Linked DNA regions of Gossypium hirsutum: region 1 is linked to region 2. Evidence: chromatin contacts called from public Hi-C data. All regions are on one chromosome and are shown on one strand. The core of a region is the stretch at or near the end of the contact, and the rest is flanking DNA. Distances in the headings are between cores, read along the strand shown.

What was found. Hi-C and Micro-C count contacts between places; a contact is called where the count stands out from the background.
Region 1: a contact with region 2 is called in a Hi-C map of leaf, with 2.6 times the contacts expected there. The contact joins the enhancer-like site here to the promoter of LOC107919781 in region 2. A contact is called at or near these places in 6 of 34 Hi-C or Micro-C datasets (callus, leaf and seedling).

Annotation. Positions count from the first base shown.
Region 1 is chrA07:12,227,445-12,230,800 of Gossypium_hirsutum_v2.1, reverse strand. No RefSeq gene overlaps it. Among protein-coding and RNA genes, the nearest start is that of LOC121232117, 3.6 kb to the left of the region's middle. Within about 2 kb of position 1,765, at least 1 of the 9 cell types and tissues checked has an H3K27ac peak or open chromatin away from gene starts, as enhancers often do. A contact at or near this core is called in leaf, where this site is marked.
Region 2 is chrA07:12,113,209-12,116,293 of Gossypium_hirsutum_v2.1, reverse strand. LOC107919781 reads right to left here and starts at 1,406. Exons shown (of 5, transcript XM_041117574.1): 1 at 1,274-1,406; 2 at 1,152-1,189; 3 at 1,001-1,070; 4 at 506-567. The coding sequence starts at 1,361.

The DNA.
Region 1 (3,356 bases), core at 516-3,015, 110 kb before region 2:
TCATTTAACAATCCAAATCTCACAAATCCAAACTTACGCCCTCTTTTGCTTCCTTTGTTGGGAATAAAAAACATCAACGATATCTCCCTACTTTGAGCAGGTATGTTTCAGCCATCTCCAATGGATTTTGATTGGGATATTATTAACAAACACTGTATAGGCAGAATTGTAAGCATTTCAGCTTTTTATATTATTACTTTAATACAACTCTTAAGCATAATTCAATTATTATTAGAATTATATAACAATTAAAATTTAAGTTTAATTGTATGAATAGCATTTAATAGATAGTATAATTTTAAAAAAAAATCACTTTTATTACACATTGATTTTACGATGTAAATTCATTTGAACAACCATTAATTTCTAAACAACATTGATCCTGAAATTCTCATGTAAAATTCGCACACAAAATTACAACAAATTGTGTAAAATGGGATCGAAAAATTATTTCACATGTACATGTAAAAAAATTAAAGTAAATGAAAGAGAAAGTACCCTACCCAATCTTTGAAAATGTCTAATAACCAAGCAAAAGATAAAATACATAAGCTACTGCTATTTTAACTACTGAAATTATATTAATTAATATAATAAAATAATAGGGTATTTTTCCCTTAAAACTTAGATTCTACCCATAATCCTACATAACTTAATAAATGAGTCGTAATGAGATTACACCATATATTACAGCATTTTGACACTATTCCGTAATGTGATATCACGGGATGGTTGAAATGATGACAATTCAAATACCATAATCTCATTCAGAATGTAACCTTATAGGCCATAATGTTACATTCAATGAACCAAATGCCCCCTTAAAGAAACAAATACATCAACTTATTTTTATATTAGATAAGAATAATCATTTGTGTATGTAATATGTAATGTAAAATGATCTTATATTGATAATGATGATAGTGGTTTGTAAAAATTAAATCAAATCAAATCAAAATGTCATGTATAAAATTACACAAAATTAAAATTTATATATATAATTACACATTATACCAAAATTTATTTCTTTCCATTAAATATATATTTATTTGATCATAAATAAAATGGGATTTTTAGAGTTTTAATTTCCTTTCATTAATTATATATTAATCTGTAAAAATTACATATTTTAAAATAAATTACATCATAGGAAAGCTCCTAAATATGCTGACGTTGAAAGATCACCATTGCACCTTGGCTCGAAGAAGCCGAGCCGAGCTGAGCCAAGCCGTCCTTGTTTGCCTTTTATACCAATCGAAACTTACCACTATGAAGTCTATATTTCTGAAATTACATAATTAAAAAAGTTATTTGCTAAATTATAATATTTCAAAATTCTGCAGAAATATAATATTAAAAATTTAAAACTAAATTATCAAAAACTTTTAAAATTATATTAACTTAATTTTCATTTTTAATGATGTAATATCATTTAATTTATTGGCAATGTGAACGGTGTAGAAAATTATATATTAATATTAAATTAAATTTTTATTGTTTTTTTATATACTTGTTTTCATATGAGTGTAGCATCATGATTTTTAATTTTTATTTTTTGATACAATGTTTAAAATTAACCATAATCCCTTCTTAACTTTTAAATAAGAGAATAATATATTTTAATGTACTCGACACTCGCATTCTCTTATATTAATAACTATGCCGATGCAAACTGACTTAATACTCATTGTTAATACCCAATATTTTACCGGCACAAACCCAGGTCCAACCAAATATAAATAGCTCGGAGTAGCCAAAACTACAAAACCCCACAAAGGGTTTCTAGCCCATACACATAATGGGGTTGGCCTCACAAGGGACCATCCCTCACAGAGCATATAAAGCATCCTCTCTAATATTTTTGAAAGACAATAAGTTTCTGTACTTTGAATTTGCAAAGAAAAGTTGGTGTATCCGAGCAATCTTAGGTAGGGAACATAAAACTTAGATTAATTTCCATTGCACATGTACATACACTTTTGGACTCAAGAATAACGTTATTGTTTCGGAGAGATACCTTCTTACAACTTTCTCCTCCTCATAAAATTGACATACACATTCAATAATTTGTTTTTGTAAATTGTTTCAACAACAATTTAATTGAAAAATATTTAGCTATTAGTTTAAGGAAAAACATCCACTATGAGAGCATGTACAACATTTATTAGGTATACTTCAAATTAACATTATGTTTTTGCTAAATCATTGTTATAATTTAAATGTTGTTAATTATGTTAACTTATTGTAATGTTGGATTTAATTAGCTGATATTTGAAGGTAAGTGTTCACTTAGACTCTCTTTACTCAATTAAGTGTAATCTAATCGAGCTGAATTTAAATTTAAAAGTTTGAAATAGAGTTCAAATTAAAATTTGAGGTTTTATGTTAAGTTTGTGTTAGACCAAACATCAAAATTTAAGTTTTAAATTTGGTTTAAGTTCTTTTTATATAATAAGGATGAAAATATAATTTTATAATATAAAAATTAATTAAAATGAAAAACTCAATCAAACTCAATCGATAGCATGTAAAAACTAATATCTTGTTTACAAAAACAATTAACAAATTTAAATATAATAATAGCTTTGATAAAATGCAAAAAGCCGTTTGAAGTAATTAAAAAAAGTATCATATTTTGAATCAATAAAATGTTTGGTTGAGAAAAAACAAACCTTTTCAAAGATGATCATGTTTTGAGTTATTTATTTTGGCATTTATAAATCTTAATTTGTAGATGCATATATTGAACAACATTTTTTTAAGCAAAAGAATTGTACCCATATAATTTTTACTATTTTGGTAGTGTTAGTAAAAGTTTAAGTTTAATTATAAGTATTTATGTAGATGTAGATTTTATTTTAAATTCAATTTTATTTGTTTAGTTTTATTTTGATTTAAGTCCGATTATCAATCCTTTTATATGTGCATGCAATGATTTGATTCTAATCATAATTTTACGAATGTGTTATTATAATGATTATTTCATTTGTGTCTAATTATAATTATATGAATTACTTGTAATTATAAATTGTATTTTTACCCTTCTTTTTTTTTACTTTTTATTTCTTATTTTTTTGAACTATATATAATATAATGCATGCATTATTAATTAAGCTTAAAAGATTGAATTTAACCTGCAGATGACTTTTTACTTGGTCAATTGTCAATCCCTCAACTTGCATCAAGTCCCTGATTTGCTTAGGAGTAGCCACTGCATGCCCAAAATGAAAAAAAAAAAGAAAATCAAAATTATTAGGACTGGTGGTGGAAATTTTAAATTTTATAATTGATGTTGAGATTTTGCAATGCGTCTTAAAATTATGTTGAATTTTTTTTAAAAAATAAATAATTAGGAC
Region 2 (3,085 bases), core at 157-2,656:
TTCAAAAAGATACAAAATAGTCACTAAACTATTCAAAAGTTTTTATTTAAGTCATTGGGCTGTTAAGTTTTTTTTTTTTTAGGACCAGCTAGCGAGCTCCAAGTTACAATTTGGCGATCAGTACGGTGGATCAGTATCCATCGATGAGTAGAAGAATATACATTGGATCCAAATCAATCTAATAGTCAGTATCTGAGGGACAATTGTTTGGATTTTAGTCTGAAGATTCATAATGTTTAAAGTTGTTTCATGAAAAAATTGAGTTGTAAAAGAGAAGGGGAAAGGGAGCTTTTGATTGGTGTAGATGGTGCAAATAGATAAGGCCATACAACAACGATTTTAATAACCCAATTACTTAAATGAAAACTTTCGAATAGTTTAATGACCATCTTATAACCTTTTGAAGTTGAGTAACCAAAATTTAAACTTACTAATAATTTAATAATCTTGAGTGTAATTTACCTAATATAGAATAATTATATAAACCACTTGAGAGAAAGAGAACCTGATTACTTGCTTGATCGTGAAATTTTTGGGTGGACATAATTTCAGCATCATTATTCCCACCTGCATTCAATACACAACATTTATAATGAATATTGCTTAAATACAATATTAGAAGAGAAGGGGATGAAAGAATTTAAACCTGTAACATGTAAGTACTAGACGAAAGTCGTATTCATTTCTCAAACCATTTCAAGCACCAAAAACATCCCTTTTTATAAGAACAATTTTTTTTCTTTCCATACATGTCATTAGATATTCACACAATATCTTAATGTCCCTAAAATTTACCCAGCTTATAAACATACAAAGAAAAAAAAGGATCTAAGTGCTGCATTTGCATGCCTTTAATTTTTTTTTTTTTTTGCTCAGTTATGCTCAGGAGGGTGACGTTTAGGGCCACCATAATCATCACCAAGAGCTACAAAATCATCTCTTTCAACCTTAGTTTCATGATCCCATGTTTTACATTTGCCATCATAGCTGTAATTTGCACCTGAATTCTTTGAATCCACACCTACTTCATGTCCTCCCATTTTCCTTTCTCTAAAACCCTCATCAAATTCCTGCATAAATATATATATATAATCTTTTTAATACAAAAGATATCGTAATAGGATTGTAGATACTAAGATTCGAAACCCAACCTTTCGAACAGATACAACATATTCTTTACTTTCATCACCTAGAACAAAAATTGAAATAACAAGATAATCTTAACCAAGAGTGATCTAAAAGATAAAAGTTACACCAATTAATATATATATACCTTGATGAGAATGCATTGAGGACTTCTTGAGGGTATATAAAACTAAGAAAACCCAAAGTATTATATCTATGAACCTTATATGCAACATCTTCGGTGAATAAAAATAGGTTCTTTTTCTTTGCTTAAAAACTAATCAAAGAGATGAAATCTGGAATTTGAAGAGAGTCTCAAAGTTCAAAAACCCAATTAGTCAAAATTAGGGTTTTTGGACATTGTTGCTTAATTAATTAAAAATATTGATTTCTGTGATAAATACAGAGCTTAGGAAAGCTCACCAATTTTATTTTTTTTAAATAACTATATCAGCTAATATCCAATTTAAAAATTAATGAAAACAGATTAGTATTCTTTTTTTTAAAAAAGCTTGAATGTGATTTTGTCCCCTATTGTATTTGGATTGGAAATGTTGATTTTGTCACTCTTTGTTTTCATGCATGCAACATTGATTATAATACGAAATGTTAATTAAAATACTATTTTAATTATATGCTAAGATTTTAAAAAATTCTGGAATTTATTTTTCAAGCTTAACTAGTTTGTTTCATTCAATATAATATATTGGTTATAATTTATTAGATGCTATTTGAGACTTATTTTGTATTATTAAATAAAAAGGGTCAGAGATTCTTCTGCTTGATTAAAATATTACATAAAACAAAGGAGAATGTGATATTAAAAAAGAAAAAAAGAAAAAACAAATCTACCTATCTTCCCTAGGATACCCTGTTGTATCTATATAGCTAGGCAAATTTCTAGTTTTCTTTCTTTTTATTAAAAAAAGTTTTCGTTTTAAAGGCATGCTTTATTGTTATATTAAATTATATAAATGACTTTCGCCCTCAATTTAGTCAACCAAAATTATTTAAAAGGTTTTTTTATTAAAAAACATTATTTTCCTAAATAATATCGCCCAAGATTAAAATCTTAAGTTAATAAATATTGAGTATAATGGTAAAGTGCATTATACTTTAAAAAAAAAAATGCAGGTTCAAACTTTGAAAACGAAATTGTTGAAAAAGACAATTATAAATACTAAACAGTATACAAAATTGTTCGAGTGCCATCATATGCAAATGCCACGTGTAAATTCTTTATTAAGTTATTTTAGATTTAAACCTCATCATTAATTCACATTATTTAAATTTATTCTAATCTAACTTCAAATATATTTTAATTCTAATTGATGAAATGTACATTACCTATCCTTTTTACTATACTTGTGCAACACTTAAATAAATATTAAATTCCTATAAATGTGAGAAAAAAATTAGGGTGAAAATAGCAATTAAACAAGACAACTAAATGAGAATATATTATTTATTTTAATAATATAATTTCCAATTAAACCACACATGAGTAGCAAAAAAATTGTGTTTTAAGTTTCATTTTATATAATTTCAAGTAAGATCCCTGAATATCCATTACCTTTATAAAAAAAAATTAATAATATAATTATATTTGTGGTATATGTAATTTTTGGATATAATTAAATATTCTAATTTATTTAAGATTTAATATGCATATATTTATAATATATATAAAAAAATATGAATTTAGAAAAAATTTTGAATTGACAAAAATACTTTTTGATGTTCATTTAATTACTAAACTGACATTAAACAAATAATTTTTCACACTTAAGAACAATAGATAAAAACTTTTATAAAAAATAATAGATAAAATAATATCATTAATTTTTTTGTATAAAGAGTTTTTATTGGTTTGAACTACACAATTGAGTATATTAGTTATTAATAATATATTATTTTAAAACAATTATTATTTAATTAGTATTATAATTATATACCTATT